Linked DNA regions of Sorghum bicolor: region 1 is linked to region 2. The links are chromatin contacts, called in public HiCAR-type maps. All regions are on one chromosome and are shown on one strand. Each heading gives the region's core, a stretch centred on a gene start, on an enhancer-like site or on the middle of the called end of the contact. The rest is flanking DNA. Distances are from core to core; before and after follow the strand shown. Region 1 holds the start of LOC8076644. Region 2 holds the start of LOC8069747 (probable WRKY transcription factor 74).

The links. HiCAR-type assays count read pairs that join an accessible place to other places.
Region 1: a contact with region 2 is called in a HiCAR-type map of leaf, with 3 times the contacts expected there. The contact joins the promoter of LOC8076644 here to the promoter of LOC8069747 in region 2. A contact is called at or near these places in 1 of 4 Hi-C or Micro-C datasets (leaf mesophyll) and 1 of 1 datasets of contacts at active chromatin or transcription factors (leaf).

The regions. Positions count from the first base shown.
Region 1 is chr8:58,874,731-58,880,033 of Sorghum_bicolor_NCBIv3, forward strand. LOC8076644 reads right to left here and starts at 3,009. Exons shown (of 3, transcript XM_002443448.2): 1 at 2,831-3,009; 2 at 2,149-2,401; 3 at 756-2,038. The coding sequence starts at 2,337. The coding sequence ends at 1,676.
Region 2 is chr8:58,584,873-58,589,806 of Sorghum_bicolor_NCBIv3, forward strand. It overlaps LOC8069747 (probable WRKY transcription factor 74), which reads right to left and starts at 2,413. Exons shown (of 4, transcript XM_002443438.2): 1 at 2,184-2,413; 2 at 1,007-2,086; 3 at 785-910; 4 at 1-228. The coding sequence starts at 1,851. The coding sequence ends at 84.

The sequences.
Region 1 (5,303 bases), core at 1,759-4,258, 290 kb after region 2:
CGAAACTAAACAAGGCCCTTGACGACCTCTTTTTCAGGCATGGCAATGGCATGGCCTGACCGCAAGAGACAGCAACACCACGCTGCCGCAACACGCCACACGCACACACAGACATGTCCTCACCCGTCGTCCTTTTTCCTCCTCTTCCTCCCTCCCCTTGTTGCCATTTCAACACTGCTGAATTTCTGCGAGCAAAGCAAGCAGCCATCCCTCTCATCACCACACTGATTGACTGACTAACCATAGAAAACTACTGAGACTACTGAGAGAGAAATTTCAGCTTACATCAGCTCTCAATCCTCTCATCCAGGCCAGGACCAAATCAGTGAGCCCCAACCAAAATCTCACTGGACAGCGACATCAGGGGCGAGAGATTTAATTTATGAGAGGCTGACAATGACATCCATCCAGCGAGAGTGTTTTTTGTTTGTCATGCTAATCCCCTCGTCTGCTCCTTTAAACGTGTGTCTGGGACCTGAATTTCCCTATCTCCATGAGTCAGCTCAGCTGGGGACCTGACTCACGAAAGCAAAGCCAACAAGCGGCAGAGTACAATACTGATTAATTGTGTTTGTTAGCAGGAGCCACTGACACGTCACCGTCATTATCGCCTCAGTCCGTGTTGCTTCGGCACATGGAAACCATGTGGTGGACTGACTGACATGGGACCATTCAACCACCATTTAGAGAAATCACATCAGCAACACACAAGAAAAGTCTGAATTCCAGGGTGGTGCTTGTGCTGGTGCTGGTGGTGAAGATAATCATTCATTCACTCATTCATGTAGCATGATTCATAATTAATACTGGTATTATACAGGTTGATTCATTGGAAATCCAGCTGGATATTACAATATACAAAATCAGGAAAAAAAAAAGAAGAGAAAAATATCACAAATAATAACCCTCTCAGTCTCAGCATGTGAATGAATGTCTCTCTCAGCTCATCCACTGACTGGCTGACCGACTGACTTAAACCTAGCTTCTGCTTCTGCTCTCAGACAAACTCAACTCTCTCCTCTTGTAGGTAGCCACTCTTTTGTACAGATTCTCCATGGCCTTGGGACAAAGAAATTTCTTGGTTGCATGGACGGACGGACGGACAAAAAACAATTTCCATCATCATCAAAAACCAAAAAGAAAAAGCATCATTGATTGATGAAACTACGACAGATTACCTAACTAATCCCAACCTCCCTCCCACCTAATCCAATCACTAAACCAATCCTCCTCCCAGAGACAAGAGGCAGGGACAGATGAGGAAATCTTGATTGATCCAAGAGGGGCATTCTTCTTCTTTGTTGTCCCTGCTCCTCCCTCTAATTTCTACCCAATTTCATTCCCTTCCCCAGCTAGTAGTAGTGCTCCCGAATTTACATGATGACGAGCCTGAACCTGAAACTTTATTTACATACAAAAAAGATCTGTGGTAAAATTACCTAAACTCATTATGATTGTGGGATGGATTGGTTGGTTTGGTGGAAGATGGATGGATGGGACGGATTTATATAAAGTAGTAGTTTTTAGGGGGGGGTTAAAATTTAGGACGAATTGATCCTCTCAATTTTCCCCTTCCCCTCTCCTCCAACCAAGCCAAGGATGGCTTTTTTTTTTGCGCCATGGATAGAGGGGGGAAGGAGGGGTCTCAGGGTTACTTGGGGTGTTGTATGTGCATCTAGGCCATGGCGGTGATGCCATGGCCGCGGCCACCGCGACTGCGGTCGAGGCAGTCAAAACCCTCGACGCGGACCGCGGCGGGCTGGAACGCGAACCGGGCGCGGGCGCACCCGCCGGCCCCGCCGCGCGGCGACATGGACGGCGCCGCCGCCACTGACGGGCGCGGGGTCGGCCGCTGGACGGCCACTGGGGCGGCGGCGGCCACCACCGGCAGTCCCGGCATGGGCATGGGCATGGGCATGGCCGGGCAGTCCATGCCGAACCGGCTGTCGTGGACCACCGGATTCGACGCTCGCCGCGGTGGCGAGCCGCAGAACAGCGGCGGCTGCGGGGACGCCGCCGACAGACCGCTCTCCTCTCCCTGCCAAGAACACGTTCCGACAGGAAAACGTCAGCGCCATGTCGAGGGAAGCAGTGCAAAAAAACACCTTTGAGGAGGAAATCCGTGGACGAGGAGGCGAAAGATCCCACCTTTGAGAGGAGGAGGTCGAGCAGATCCATGCCGGCGTCGGAGAACCCGCCGCTCTGGTGGCACCGGAGAGGCGCCACGGGGCGCCGCGGCTTGGGGCAGAAGAGAGGGCTCTTGGCGTCGCCGGCAGCGGCGGCGACCGGCGCCGCGACGGCTACGGGGCTCTTCATGGTGGCGGCGAAGTGACTCATGCTTTCTCGCTTTCTTTTTGTTTTTTTTCTGGTTAGTCGATTAGATCTAGAATTTATACAAACCCTGCAAGAACAAACACATCGCAAGAAATGGTTAGCTACGGTAGTTGAGTTGTCCACGAAGAAAAAAGATGAAATATTTCATAACAGGTGTGCAGATCTGAGGAGAAAACAGGACAGGGACAAGATTTTATGAGACCTATATGGTGAGGTAAAGCTTGGTGAAGGATTAGTGACAGTTTTCCTCGTAAAAATGAATCTTCAAACATATGGGTGCAAGAAAGCATGTTATTTTGACATGACACCAGTATAGAGAATGACCACTGGCCTTACCCAAAATAATAAACCACAAATCCTTCAGAGAGAAATTTGCAGCAAGGAACAGGCATGTTGCTAGCTAAGATGAACTGGTGCAGGAACAAATAAGAACAGATCTGAGCTATTCAGAAGGGATGGAAGACAGGAGGAGGGAGAGGGTGCCATGTTTGTTTACCTGAAGCTTTTGCCTCTGGATTTCTCTCCTCCTGCTCCTAGGATAGGGAGGAAGGCAGGCAGCCAGGAACTATTGTTACTCCTACCAAGAAAATAAAACAAAACAAGAAAAAATAAAGCTCAAGCTTTGAGTGGAGCTCCCTGTGCTGGATGAGGAGGAAGGAAGGGAATGGAGGGGAATGGGTGCCTTAAATAGCCCGAAAATGATGGGGCACCACAAACCCACACCAGAGGGAGGGAAGACAGCTTACCCGCAAGGGGACATTTTTTTATTGGTTTTTTTCTTTTTTATATATCATCACAACTGAAAAGGATGCTATTGGTATATCAGTATATGTAGTACAGAGAAGGGGTGGAATATGTATTTGAATTTTTTTTAATAATGTTGCATGTGGGAAACAGTTTGAGCAAAAGCAGGTGGGAGACAGGACAGGATGAAATAATTGATTTATTTTTTTCGGCCTGCACGGCAAAACATAGTGGCCATGATTGCTGAGCTTAGCGCCTGTTTAGATAACTTCAAATTCCAAAAAAGTTTATAAGATTTCTCGTCACATCAAATTTTTGAATATATATTTAAAATATTAAATATAGACAAAATAAATAATTATATAATTTATCTGTAAATCGTGAGACGATTCTTTTTAGTTTAGTTAGTCTATAATTAAACATTAATTACCAAATACAAATGATATCAAATATAAATAAAAATATTACAGTATATAAATTTAAAAAGTTTCTAGACCTAAATACATCCTTAACAAATTGGGTCCTTTTCATCTTGTGCCTGGTCATAGAGCCTTTTTGGTTTTTTTTTCAAACTTCTTTTTTTGTCTCACGATGGTATTTTGGAAGAATTTGGACCTTGTTTATTTCCACCCTAAAATTTAAAATTTTTCAAGATTCTGCGTTGCATCGAGTCTTTAGGCGCATGCATAAAGTATTAAATATAGACGAAAATAAAAATTAATTGCACAGTTTGGTCGAAATTTACAAGACGGATCTTTTGAGCCTAGTTAGTCTATTGTTAGACAATAATTATTATAAACAAACGAAAGTGCTACGGTGTCGCGAAATTTTTCAATTTAGAAACTAAACATGGCCTTGATGTACTCCAGCTCCACCTCTCTTTGAATTTTGGAAGAATTTGGTGTACTCCAGCCCCACCTCTCTTTGTTTCTTACGGCCTTGCTTAGTTTATCTTAAAATTTAAAAGCTTTTCAAGATTCGTAGTCACATTAAATCTTACCGGGGCACATGTATAGAATATTTACTATAATAACTAATTACATAATTTATCTGTAATTTGCGAGACGGATCTTCTGAATCTAGTTAGTCCATAATTGAATAATAATTACCAAATAAAAACGAAAGTGTACCCAAAAACTTTTATCTTCTCAGCTAAACAAGGCCGTGCAGTCTTCTGGAATTCAGGCTGGTGACCTGGTGCCAATGACGTTGATATTAGTCCATGTAAAGTAATTGTATCCTTATGTATTTGTAATGCATTTAAATTATTATTTTTTTGCTCTACTGTTCATTGTATTTTTCTTGATATAAATTGTATGTAGAAACCAGCTTATTGTTCCACGAACTAGTACAGGGAAATTACTTGCATGTATGTTATTGCAAAAAATTAGTATGGATGTAGTAGCAGACATAAGAGAGTTTGCCTACCAAAAACAAGCAGCTCATCGATCTGGTCCTACATTTCTTCAATTTTAGAAATGTCAAAATGCTACACACAAGATTAAACATGTTAAAAGAAGTGTTGCTTTATAACATGCTAAAAAGAAATGTTGTGGTTGGAGGAAAATATCTGTGCTCGAAACTCAAATATCCAGTCCATGCATCATAATTCAAATATGTAAGCAAGTTCGAATTTCCCATGAGAGTCTTCAAAATCAAAGAAAAAAACTGGCATGCATATTGCATACTTTCTCCATGATCAGAATATTATCAGAATTTCGTCCGGGTTTATTAGTTTCAATTTTCATTGCTACACGCATCTTGATATTGACATTTTAAGAAAATAAATGGCCAGTAAGAATAATAATTTCATGGAGCAAATCAAATCTCCGTACCTTATTGATCACGGTCCCTAAAACGGCATGTGCCAACTTATTGTGGTGCTTGTTTGTTATGCAATAACTGATTTTGGGTCTATCACGAAGCAATGAGTGGTTTTATAATAAAACGAGCACCTCTTTTTACGATAGAGATGCCAAAACATGGATAACCTTATAGTGGACGGCTGCACACTACAGTTTGGATTACCTTAAAATGCTCTATTTTACTTCCATATTATTATTATTATTATTATTATTATTATTATTATTATTATTATTATTATTATTATTATTATTATTATTATTATTATTATTATTATTATTATTATTATTATTATTATTATTATTATTATTATTATTATTATTATTATTATTCAATAGTGTACAGTAATATATTCACATTTA
Region 2 (4,934 bases), core at 1,163-3,662:
ATCCTAACATGACCAGCTAGGTCATCCTTCAGCAAAGGCATGGCCCAGGCGCTTCCTGAATGGAGCGACAGTTTACTGATCCTCTAGGTCTGGGCAGCCTGTGCTGGCAACTGGTTATGGTTGTGCTCGCCTTCGTATGTCACGATTAGCATCGCTGGGTCATCTACGCATCGCTCAACATGCTTCCTTGCCGGGCAGCCCCTGACGCTGCTGCATTTGTAGTAACCCCTGCATTGGATTGAAGTCAAAGAGAATATGAGAATATGTGAAATTGGGGGGAACAATCAGCCCCATGTGCTTGCCTTCATGGTATAGCTACATTTTCCTATCATCTCGGGCAGACATTAAAGGTTGATATGGGGTAGGGGAATGAGCGCAATCAAGATTAGGATGTAGATAGCCTAACATGGCATTCAAATTCATGTAGCAATAATAATTTACCTACTTTAGGTCCCCCATGATAGATCATTGCTTTCTCAGTAAATGGGCACAAAAAGAGTTGAACCCTGAGATTATCCACTAACTAAATATTTAATTGCGCTAGCTACTATGTTATCGACATGCCTTAGTTGCAGAAGCACTTGGGAGGAAGGAAAAGGTAAAGTGGAGAGGAGGATCAACCAACAATTATTCTACAGATAAAGGGGCACCCTGAGAGCCTGATGCAGATATGCCACCTCTCATGGTGCAACAAGGGGAATAATGCATCAATCATTATGACTGAAAAGGATTTGATACACATTTTCATGTTAGTTGAATATTTCTTGTTCAGTTCATATTATACCTCGGGTGGGGGGAACCCTTAATTGGCTTTTGCCCGTACTTGCGCCACGAGTACTCATCAGGAGGTATATCAGCGATTTTGTTGCTAATGGCTGGCACTTTAATTGATCTCTTAATCCGCAGTTTCCTGTCAAACAGAGCAAGCACGATTCAAGGGAGTTAATATTGCACCCAACAAGACATAACAACAAGCATAAGAATGGCCCTGAGAACACTAACTTACCTTCTCTTTGAGCAATGGCACCTGCCGGTAGTGGCACACTTGCCTCTTCCATCCTCCCCTCTACCCGTGCACCGCCGTTTGGGTGCGCGGTGGGCATCAGCTGGGTCGCTCGCCACCGGGGTGCCAACCAAATGGAATGGCCGCTTCCCATCCAAGCTAGCCATGCTCCCATCCATGCTCAAGGACGACATGAATGATCTCGCAGACGACATCGTGCCAGCAGCGCCGCCACTGGGGCTGGGGCTCTCGAACTTGAGGCTGATCCCACTGTTGCTCCTCTTGAACATCTCGGCCTGCAGCTTCTGCCGCGACGGGGGCTGCTGGTGGAACGGGTACCTATGCGCAACATTCCCAATCTGGAACTGCACAGAAAGCGGCTGGACCAGCTTGGGGGCTCCGAACGGATGAGGGCCGCCACTCTTGCTGCTGGAGCAGGCCAAATCCAGCCCTCGTGAGTCTGGCACACCGTTAAGCCGAGCTCGCATTTGTGCGTAGCTAGTCGATGGAGACGGAGCCGCCACCGCAGCAGCAGCAGCAGCGGTGCTGGGCATCATCTCCAGCGGGCTGCCGCCGCCACCACTGCCGCTCCCCAAGGGACTCTTCTGGTTCACGAGACCCATAGGCCGGACTCGTCTGGAGAACCTGCCTCTAGCATGGCCGCAGCCGCCGCCACCGCCACTGCCACTGCCGAGGAGGGCGGCTACTTTCCTGAACTTGGCGCAGGCTTCGGCCGTCTCTGAAGCTATGCTCTTGAGCAGGGCCGGGTCCTGCTGCTGCGAGAGCAAGGCCAGCACCCGGTGGCAGCTCTCCACCGCGGCCCTGTTGGCCACCTCCACCTCCTCCATGGCTGGCTGGACTGGAAGCCGACCGACCTGGAATGGAGAAGCTAGCAGCGGCGGCCGCCGAGTGGACAAAGAAAGGATTGTTCTTTCGTCCAGCCACGAACTCCTCTTCTTCCACCTCGGACGTACCTCAGGCTCCTGCCAGCGCTCACGGGCAGCAGCGTCTGCACATCGGAACCAGAGAGCCCGCACGGATTAAGCAGATCTCCGGGGAATCTCAAAAGGGCTCGGAAGCAAACTGCACAGGAACGAAAGAAACGGCCCATCAGGATTCAGGAAGGGTGGATTATTCCAATCCTCGGCTCATGGAAAGAGCACGGTACCGGATTGCGCACCTGGACTGGAGGAGGAGGAGGAGGCAACACGCCGCGCGCAGCACGAGGCTCCGGCACACGGACAGGCGGCGGCGGGCCAAGAACGCACCGAACGAATCCGCCCGCTCCAGAACCACAGGCACGGCGCGGGGGAGAACGGCCGGCGGCGGCGGCGCGGTCCGGCAGGGCCGGCGTGGAGGGGATCGAGGAGGGAGGATGGATGAGAGCAGGAGCAGGAGCAGGAGCAGGAAGAGAGAGGAATGGGGGGAAGCGCGCGGCGGAGGTATATGAGGGGCTAATTTGCCGGATCCGGAGGGGTGTTTTCGGGAAAGCGTCGCTTTCGGTTGGGACTCGGAGTCAACAATGTCAAAGACAGCGGTCAGTGGGGACATGGTCATGCATGGGTAGTACAAAGCTTGAAAAAGAATACTACTAAAGAAAAATCATGCCTACGGTCTCGTATGCATTAATTAATTATTAATACATGTGACTTTTATTTTAATTATGGAGTAATAATATATTTGTATTTTCAGATCAGATTAGAAAAAGAGAGAGGTAGCAAGAGGAACACCGCTGCGACCTTGAGAGGCACGGAACTGAAATTGTTCGTCCTTGGAATTACAGGGTGTTTTTTTTTTTTTTTGGTTGCCAGCTGAGGAGTCTACAGTCTAGTCAAGCCGGAGGCGCAGGTAGCCCACACAGGCTTGAATTTAAAACGAGGCCGGCCCCGTCCGGCCCAGTAGTCCTCCACGGCGGCCAGTGGGACCGCTCTTCGCGGGGTCAGTGAAGGGCCCACCACCCCTGCGAGGAAAAGCTAAAAAATATAACCTCTCTTTGGGCTCGGCTTTTCAAAAAAAATTTACAAAATTTTTCAGATTCCATGTCATATCGAATCTTGCGGAACATGCACAGAACTTAAATATAGATAAAAGAAATAACTAATTACACAATTTACCTGTAATTTGCGAGACGAATCTTTTGAGGCTACTTAGTTCATGATTGGATAATATTTGTCAAATACAAACGAAAATACTACCGTGTCCATTTTACAAAATTTTTACAACTAAACAAGGCTAATTTTAAAAAGTGTTTGAATTCTTCTTTGAGCGGCTTTGGCTGATGTAGTGTCATATCAGCCGTACTATAAGGTACTACGTTAACCACGAAGGAGGTAGATTGAACTTCATCAGTGGACTTTATAAAAAAAATAGATATAGAACAAGTTTTTTATGAGGCATCCAAAAAATTTTCTAATAGTTCTGAAATTAGAAGTCCTAAATTCTTAGAAATGTCATTGAAAAAGTGTTTTCCTAAAGAAATGATAATTTTATTTATTTATTTCTAAGATCATGCTTTTATATTGTAGTGCCTTGATGAGATTTTTTTGAATGTTATACGGTCCTCTTTAGATGTTTATTTGTTAATATATACTTGTATTTATCTATTACGGCTTAGACCACGTAGAAGTTCAACAGATTTCTATTGACAATATATGTATGCATAACCACTTCATACACAATCCTATTTATTACTCACTTCGCCCTGAAGTATCGAAAATATGAATAGATGTGTTAGTTTTTTTTAAGGCAATACATGTGTTAGTTATACACACATAAGCCTAGACAGAAAACTTGAAGCTCGTTACCACGTTCAGCTTGTAGCTGGTTTGGCTCAGCTATACTCGTTATCATAATGAGCTGATTTTAGCTTATTAGCTATAACGAGCCAACTCGAGCCAGCTCACGAGCCAAACGAGCTACAATTTTAGAGAAAAAGTCATCATAACTTATATTAGTTTTGTATTATTTCATGTCTTACACCTTACAAATAATTGAAATGTTAGAGCATCTCCAACCATTATGCATTTGAAGTTATGTATTTTAGGCAAATTGCAAACCCCCAAATGAAAATGGCAAGGCTAAAATCGGGTGATCTCCAACCGTTATGCAAAATGCTAAGTCCATCATCTTTTTTTTCTCGGAAATTTTGTTTCGCGGCACTCCTTCCCGCGCGGCCAATCGATCCCGCGCCGAACAGCCCGCCGTCGTCTCCCGTTCACCATTGATGAAGAAGGCGTACCTAGCCGGCGTTGATGAGGAAGGCGTCGTAGATTCGTCCTATCGCGCGCTGCGTCGTCCTATTGTGCGCTGCTTCGTCCAAACGCGCGCGCGAAGCTGGCGAAGGAGGATGCGCGATGCTTCTCTTATCGCGCGAAGTGGTGGCGGCGCGAAGGGAAACCGCGCGAAGGGAAGAAAAAAGCCTGCGAGGTGGAACCGAGAATCCCGTGATCTCTATTTGCATAGCCGGACTCCTTTGGCATATATGCCAAGTTTCTCTCTCCAAATGCATAGCTATGTAAAATGCAAAGTCCAAATGCATAATGATTGGAGCGGTTTTTTTTGGAGTTGTATGCATTTTGGTAAATGCCAAGTCCATTTGCATAATGGTTGGAGTTGCTCTTAGCTCGTATGAATATTTGCTCGACTTAAGACTATTGGATATATCATTCTTGTATTATTACTATTTTTAAGCTTTAGATAAATGCAAATATTATATTTTGTGTATTTTTTATACTTGGCTCGAGTTTAACGAGCCAACTCAAGTTCATAATGACCCGAGTCAGGCTCGTTATCTAGCCTTATACACACATGAACAGACATTCATTGTTGGAGGGGCGGAGCCAAGATTTCGACATAGAGCACATTTAGACCTAAACAATCATGTATAACGAGATGCATACTCCGTCCGTCAAACATAAAAATATAAATTATC